Linked DNA regions of Gossypium arboreum: region 1 is linked to region 2. The links are chromatin contacts, called in public Hi-C maps. All regions are on one chromosome and are shown on one strand. The core of a region is the stretch at or near the end of the contact, and the rest is flanking DNA. Distances in the headings are between cores, read along the strand shown. Region 1 holds the start of LOC108476661 (mitogen-activated protein kinase 4-like). Region 2 holds the start of LOC108477559 (RING-H2 finger protein ATL67-like).

What was found. Hi-C and Micro-C count contacts between places; a contact is called where the count stands out from the background.
Region 1: a contact with region 2 is called in a Hi-C map of leaf, with 2.3 times the contacts expected there. The contact joins the promoter of LOC108476661 here to the promoter of LOC108477559 in region 2. A contact is called at or near these places in 2 of 5 Hi-C or Micro-C datasets (both in leaf).

The regions. Positions count from the first base shown.
Region 1 is chr12:89,950,416-89,954,340 of ASM2569848v2, forward strand. It overlaps LOC108476661 (mitogen-activated protein kinase 4-like), which reads left to right and starts at 2,227. Exons shown (of 7, transcript XM_017778932.2): 1 at 2,227-2,497; 2 at 2,586-2,817; 3 at 3,748-3,877. The coding sequence starts at 2,651. LOC108479476 (protein BPS1, chloroplastic-like) reads left to right here. Exons shown (of 2, transcript XM_017782099.2): 2 at 1-562. The coding sequence ends at 347.
Region 2 is chr12:89,785,051-89,788,985 of ASM2569848v2, forward strand. It overlaps LOC108477559 (RING-H2 finger protein ATL67-like), which reads right to left and starts at 2,477. Exons shown (of 1, transcript XM_053022607.1): 1 at 1,636-2,477. The coding sequence starts at 2,357. The coding sequence ends at 1,758.

The DNA.
Region 1 (3,925 bases), core at 977-3,476, 170 kb after region 2:
ATGTTCAAACAACTGTGAGTACGGAAATTAAAAATATATTTTCTCGTGGAGAATTTACGGTTCTTAGAGAACTTCTTGCTGTTGATAATTGTGCCAATAAATTGTATCCTTTGCTTCAAGACGGGTTCAGTCCTGCTCAAGAGGAATCGTTCAAGCATTCCGTTTCTGATTTGAGGAAGACAGCAGAGGAGCTATCGCAAGGGCTGGATAATCTTTCAAAGGTAGTAGATGACTTTTTCAAAATAGTTTTGTCTGGGCGTGATGCTTTGCTTTGTAATCTAAGAGCAGGTTGTGCTTCCCCAAATTCAGTTCTGGGAAGAAACACAGACGAGCAAATTGTGAGGTGAATTATGAATGAAGTAAAGCTAAACTCTTCTGTATACAGATGGTTTAGGTATGAGACCTGCTGTTTTCTAACTAGGGATATACAACCTTGTTTGGGTAATGAAAGTATTTATTGTGTGAGTTGTAAGGTGTGTTATACTATAGTACTTGTTTGTACATGTATTTGGACCATCCTATGTCAAATGCTATATAAAAAGGGCTTATATTTGTTTGCAAATGCTTGCTTCTTATTGTTATCAATCACCATTTTCCTAGGATATCACTTATTCATTTTTCACATATATAACATGTTTTCTGAAGTAAAACATTAAGTGGATGATATGGTCGGATAGAAGCTACGAAAATCTCTAGCTGTGTATTTCTGGGTTTTTTTAATTAATATATGCATTATTTTTCTTTCATCGGGATATTATTCTATTTCTTTTTCCTCAGAGTCATTCTCAAGGATGATATCTTCATTTGACAGCACAGCAAGCTTAGCTCCGACCATTTTCATGATCCCTGGCTTGAGTGCTGAGAAGATCCTCAGGTTGTATCTATTATGGTAATATGAAGAGATAAAAGTAAAATTTAGTCCTTGAACCTGGTAGCATTTTTCAGTTTTGGTCCATGTGATGACTCACCTAAATATTATCACAGGGATCGAAATTGAGAAAAGTTGTCAAGTTTCAAGTCTAATATGAAACTGGGAAGATAGTATGAATTGCATGTTTAATCTATTGGATAGTATTGTTGCAGATGCAGCGGCTGGTGGTACTATATATACTATTCTTTGGTAGAATGGTTCATGGGACTGACCACCGCCCGAGAGCCTGGTGGCTTGTGCAGATTGGCACTTGACCATGGCTTGCTTACTTTTGGTCAAAGGACTTGGAGCCATATTAAATGGCTCTTATTGGCCGAAAGAAAGCAAAAGCTTTAATGGCTTTTGGGGTTATGGCTATGGATTTACGAGTTATGATGGGGCCAAATGCTGGATCTGGTAGACTTTAACGTAAGGGGTACAGTGTGGTTGGAATCGGACTAAACCGGTTTTTAAGTTAATATCAATAGGTGGTTGAGTTGATTTATAATTTTTCAATATATATATATTTTTATAGATTTTAAATAATTTATATAATTATTGTTGAATAAATATTTAAATAAATAGAAATAGAAATTAGTGATTTAATTTTGATACATTAAATGTTGGTTTTAGTTTATCTGATATAACACCATCTGCTATCTGCTTATCCCTGGAAATGCGATGGTGGAATTATGATGCATATAATTTTATGCAACAATCATTAAAATTAAATAAAAAAAGAAGCTAAATAAGTTTTAAAATTTCCTAATGGTTCAGAATCATCTTATTCACTAATAGTATGTAGAAATAAGTTAATTTAGTTTTAAATTATTTTTGATGAATTGTTCTCATTTAATTCTACATAAAATTATATTCCTTTTCGATACTGATTATATTAATTGATATAATATAAAAATTTTGATGTTAAATCATTTCCTCAGTATCAACTTATGCATATGAACTCATATTTCTTAATATAAAACTTGTAATATTCTGTTTAACTTTTTTTTTATATTTAAAGTAAAATATAATAATTTAATTAAATTGTTCGACCTAAACTTATTAATACTCGAACATTCTACCAAAAATAAATTCATTATGAATTTGCTTATATATTATTATTATTATCACTATTATTTGGTAGACTTTACCAAGTAGTCTAATGTAGAATTAAATATGTAAACCTGGATTCAAAAGAGTTAATACAAAATAAAATTATTAAAATAAATAAATTTTTATTTTTATTTTTTAAAATTAATAAAATAATAAAATATATTTTAAATATATAGTACAATTTCATTAGAGAAAATTTCCAACATAACTTCATTGCTCTGAACTTTGTACGAAGACGAGAATAAATTCGAGTGTGACGAGCTTTGGACAAAAATCTTATCTTTTCACAGCGATTAACACAATGCAGAATAGAATCCAAATTTTATTATTGGGGCATTTAATCTTTAGCACCTTCAAGAATAATCCAATGAAAAAGAAAAAACCATCAAAATCAAATAACACAGAAAGAAAAAAAACTGTATCAGAAAGTTGAAATCTTCACGAGAAAAGCTCTTTTTTTTTCCAGTTCAAAAGGTTCCCACTCAAGACTTTTATCGTCTTTGCAATAAATTTGAAAATTAATAGTAAACCCAAGACGAAATTTTCTCTCTGAATTTTGCAGGAATTTTTTTTTTTGGGTGGTTGGAGTTTGGGTCCGGGTTGAACTAAAATTCGGATCCAGAAAGCATGTCAATAGAATCAAGGTCTCGGTCAGCTGATCATGGTATCAAAGGAGTAGCAACTCATGGTGGAGGCTATATTAAGTATAATGTTTATGGTAGCCTTTTTGAAGTTTCCAGAAAATATGTTCCTCCTATTCGCCCCGTCGGTCGTGGCGCTAATGGTATTGTCTGGTAAGAAATTAAAAAAGGGGTTAATTTTGCTATTTTGATTGAGTTTTTGTTTATTTCATGATCTGGGTTTTTCTTTTGTCTTGAGGTTGCATATGATAATGTTGATTTTCTGTGTTTTTTTTATATAGCTTCTTGATTTTATTAAGTTATTTTTAGATTGATTGAACTTTGCTGTTGGATTTTGGATTCTTTTGAGAGGGGTTTCGAAGTGTCTTTTATCCGGAGCTAATGGATCCTATAATGAGTCGGTATCATTTCTGAGTCAAGTCGAAGTTTTGTCTTCAGACACCAGAGAACCCGAATGCTTGAAAAAATCAAGTGACACAGGTTCACAAAATAAGAGTGCCTTACTAGGTCGGACTGTGCGTGGTGCACAAAGCTTGACCAAATGGTATCACTCCTCCCTTCTAGTGACCTATATCCTATAGCTTAGGTTCAAACCTTCCTTTGGGAGGTGACCATATGCCATGTACAGTTTGACCTAGCAGCAAGGCACTCTGGCTCTCTAAATCCATGCTCTAGACGATCTCTTCAAGCACTTAGGCTTTCCGCAGGATCACGAGACAAAATTTCGACTCAACCCGAGAACAAGACTGGCCTATTGAGGTGTCCAATGGCTTTGGACGGACGACACTTTGAAGAATTATTTGGAAGGAGTCGGCTTTCCCTCGGCAAGCTTATTTCATGGTGAATTAATTTAATGAATTGACTGACCTTAGCCTTTGGTTACTTTCATGTAGTGTTGAGAGTGCGTGACCCTTTGACTGGCTTTCATCAGCATTTTTAGCTGTATTTTTGCAGTGTGTTACCCTTCTAAATGAAAAATGAATCTAAAGCTCAAGTTTTGGCTGTATTAAGGCTTGCTGTCTTTATGTTATTAATAATATGAAGCTAAGATGCCATTGTTGCTCCTCTGTTTGTTCTTTTTAGTGCCGCCGTGAATTCAGAGACACGAGAGGAGGTTGCTATCAAGAAAATCAGCAATGCATTCGACAACAGGATCGATGCCAAGAGGACATTGCGAGAAATCAAGCTTCTTCGTCACATGGATCATGAGAATGTAAGTGTACTTTTAGCTCTATAATTTCACATGCTTCACCTATTCGAT
Region 2 (3,935 bases), core at 1,227-3,726:
ACCACAACGTTTGGACCAAATTACTACATTCATCTCGTTTCTTTTAAAGGGCCATTCTGGCTGGTGGATAAGTGTTTAAGGTTTGATTTAAAAAAAAAAAGAAAAGAAAATTCAAAGTCAACTTATCTCCGTTAAACATTTCTAAATACCCAATTTTCCTTAAATTTTTCCTACATTTAAATTTAAATTTTCTATATTTTTAATTTGATTTTCATTTTGCTTTTCTGAAAACATCATAAATTCAGATTCACTTCCGAAAATCTTACACCGCAATTTTAAAAATTCTAGACAAATTATTTAATCACTAAATTATGGGTAAATTATTTTTTTGTCAATCGATTATTGACACTTTTTAATTAGTATAATAATAATTTTAGTCTACAATATCTATATTTTTGTCAATTTAACCCTAATTATATATTAAATAATAAGAATTGAAATTCTTTTAAAATTGTAAACATTAAATTTTAAATAAAAGAAAATAAAAATTTAAAATAGATAAAGTGAGAAAATGAGGAAAATTATTTTTAAATGTTCTCTCTATATTATTTGTATAAAAGATTCAATACCCATTCTTTAAAGAAATATTAAGCAAAATTATTGATTGTCTATTTTTTACATTATTTTTCATGACCTAGCTTTTTGTTATACAAAATGAAAAAAAATTCTATTTTAAATAATTTTGAGTTTTTAATCATTTTATATATTATTAGGATCAAATTGACAAAAACTATAAAATTGATGACTAAAATTAGTATTATACCGACTAAAACAGCATCACTTAACAATTGAGCCATAAAAAACAATTTCAAAAACTTTAGTTATCATATTGCAACTTTTTTTGTTAAGTGATTAAAATAAAAATTTATCCATAACTTAGTGACTAATTGTGAATTTACGCAAAATTTTATTTGTTTATTTAAACTTCCAGACTCGTACTATTGGTCCCATGAGCAAGTTTTTTATTTTAAAGAAAACACATAATCTAATTTAATAAAATTACTTTGATGTCTTCTCAATTAAAGGTGATCACGGGCCGAGCTGGACCTAGATAAAATTTTAAGTCTATTTTTTAGACCTAAGCTTGGCCCAGATCGAAATATGGGCCTAAAAATTTATCTAAACCCAGCCCAAAAAAAATTGTTAAGCCTGAGCCAAGCCTATATAATAAATTAAATACATTTAAAAACATAAAAATAAATATTAAAATAAGAAATAAATAAAAATAAAACTAAAATAATTCTTAAAATAATACACAAATTAAAAATATAATAAAAAGTGATTATATTAAAATTAAAAATAAAAAAAGTAAATATGATTAAAAAAATTTATTTAGTATATAATTCAAGTCAGGCCAGGCTAAGGCCAAAAAAATTTTACCTGAGACCAGCCTGTTTTCTAAACGGGCCTCGTTTTTTTACCCAAACTAATATTTTGAGCTTACATTTTTATCTGAACCCTCTTATTTTTCAGACAAGCTTTTGGGTCAAGGCGGGTAGCTCAACCCATGATCACTTCTATTCTCAATTGGATTTTAATTAGACTAAAAGAGCAGAAAAATGAATTCTTAAGATTAAAAAAAATAAAGGGACTAAATTTTAAATATGTGAAAAGTATAAAGACTGAAACCATAAATATACCAAATCACCATTCATTAAGCCAAAAAAAAAGCATCCATGACAAAAAACCAAATTTCCACACAGGAAAAAAATTGAAGAAAAAAAAAATGAAAAAGATGGTAACCCAAAAGCCAAAAGTCACCACCACCTCCGATCAGCATCGTACTGAGACAAAGGTATAACTTCCGACAAAGGCGTAGAAATCGGTGTCGGAAGCGGTGAGTTCCGACAAACAGGACAAGACCCATTAAGTTTCAACCAAGCATCAATACAAGTTACATGAAAACAATGCCTACATTCAGGCATCATCCTCAACATCTCTGATTCTCTATACTCACACAAACATATCGAACAAATGGTGTTCCCAGCACTAGAACCCGTCACCTCCACCGCCGTAGACACCTCCTTTTTGCTGAACCGGAACTTGGGGTAAGAGTTTATGACGGCACGATCAAGCCCAAAGACGACGACGTTTTCCTCGTCGTTTTCATGGTCTTCTTCGCCGATGAAAACAATCCTGGGGAGGACGATACCGTCGGAGTTGGCGGCGGTGGGTGTTGAAATGGGGTTTGGGGAAATGGCACGAGGTGGAAGGGGTGAGGAAGAGCGGAAGCAAATGTAGGAAGCGAGGAGGAGAGTGGAGAGGAGGAGGAGGAAGCCGAGGGCGACGACGATGGCGTAGCCGACGCCTAAATTGGTGGTGAGATAAGTAGGGGATGAAAGGGGAGGGGTTGCCATTTGAACGGAAAGGGAGAATCCATTTGGGGACTAAAAAAAAAAAAACACAGAAAACAAAAAGGAAGAAGAAGATTGAGGAAGAGAAGGTGGGTAGATGAATGCTTTTGCTGCTGCATTTAATTTAATACTTCAGCTGTTTTTTCCAAGTAGAGCCCCTGACAGTAAGATTTCATTTAGCTTTTTTTTTTTTTAAATAATAAATTTACTTCAAAATTTCATCTATTTCTATTTTAAATACTAATTTTTATACGTCATAATATAATATACATAATAGTCACATATTGCTATTTGATTATTTCATAAGTTATATCAGTTTTAACGGTAAAAAAATAAAAGTTTTAACAAAAAAATCAATTTGCCCTTTGATATCTAATATACATAGACCAATTTATCTATTTTTTAGTAGGGAGTAAAATACAATCCAACTCTTAATATATAGATTTTATGATACTTTTACTAATAAAGATTTATCTTTTTGGAGTTTGTGATACTTCTAATATTGTTATTTATAATGTTTGAACATGAGTTTTCGCTTGAAAGTGCAACTTGCTATAGCATTTGACACTTGTGGGTAATAATTTATTTATTGTATGAAACCTTTTTTTTTTAAATTATATTTGATTTCAACTAATTTTAAACATGAGTTTGAGTTGAATATGTAAATTAGAACAAGATCTATCAATACTTTTTTTCATAAACAAGACTCAAACTCGAGATTTCCTGTTGAATTCCTTATTAAGATCGATGAAATCCCTTTTTCATTACTCACATTCTACTATGAATAAATCCAAAATCGAGTTGAATTTAATCTCTACACAAAAAAAAATTTATGAGCACTAATTTTCATCTATAATACACAAACTCAAAATTGTAAGTTTTGGGGTTTGAAATGCTATAATTGTAAGTTTTTTTTTAAAGGATTTTTATTATGACTAATGTAAAAAAGAGGAAAAGAAAAGTGAAAAGAGTAGAGGGTGCTTTTCTTTCTTTTGAAATCAAAGGTAGAATTTTCCCTGCTTTTTAATCTCTAAAAAAGGAAAAGTGTTCTAACTCAAATAAAGTATTTCGAAAGTGGGGACATATATGCACAAATATACATACATATATATATATATACACTTCTAAAACGTGATACAACATGCACCCTAAGTCCCAAATATAAAATCCTAACGTATAAATTATAAATAGCAGGTTGATCTCATGTTGATTTTCTTTTTTGAAGATTGATATTACTTTTTTATTACCATTAGGTTTTGAAGTGTTATATATATATATATATTGTATTTGTTGATGGATTTAAGGATGGAGAAGGTTGCAAAGATAGTTCATTTGACAGGTCAAGAGTTGTGAAAATGACTTTGGTAGTTGTGGGAATTGAGAGCCTAGAGAGATACGAGTACAGGATGATTATCTTGCTTTGATTGAACTTCATAGAGTTATGTGTATATAGGTTAACGATATATAGGTTACGTGTTCTTTTTTTATTAGAGGATTATCGTAAAGTTTTTGTAGTGTAAAATTTTCTTGTTAGGTTAATGATACAACTTCATATCACCTAATTATAGGATATGTGAATCT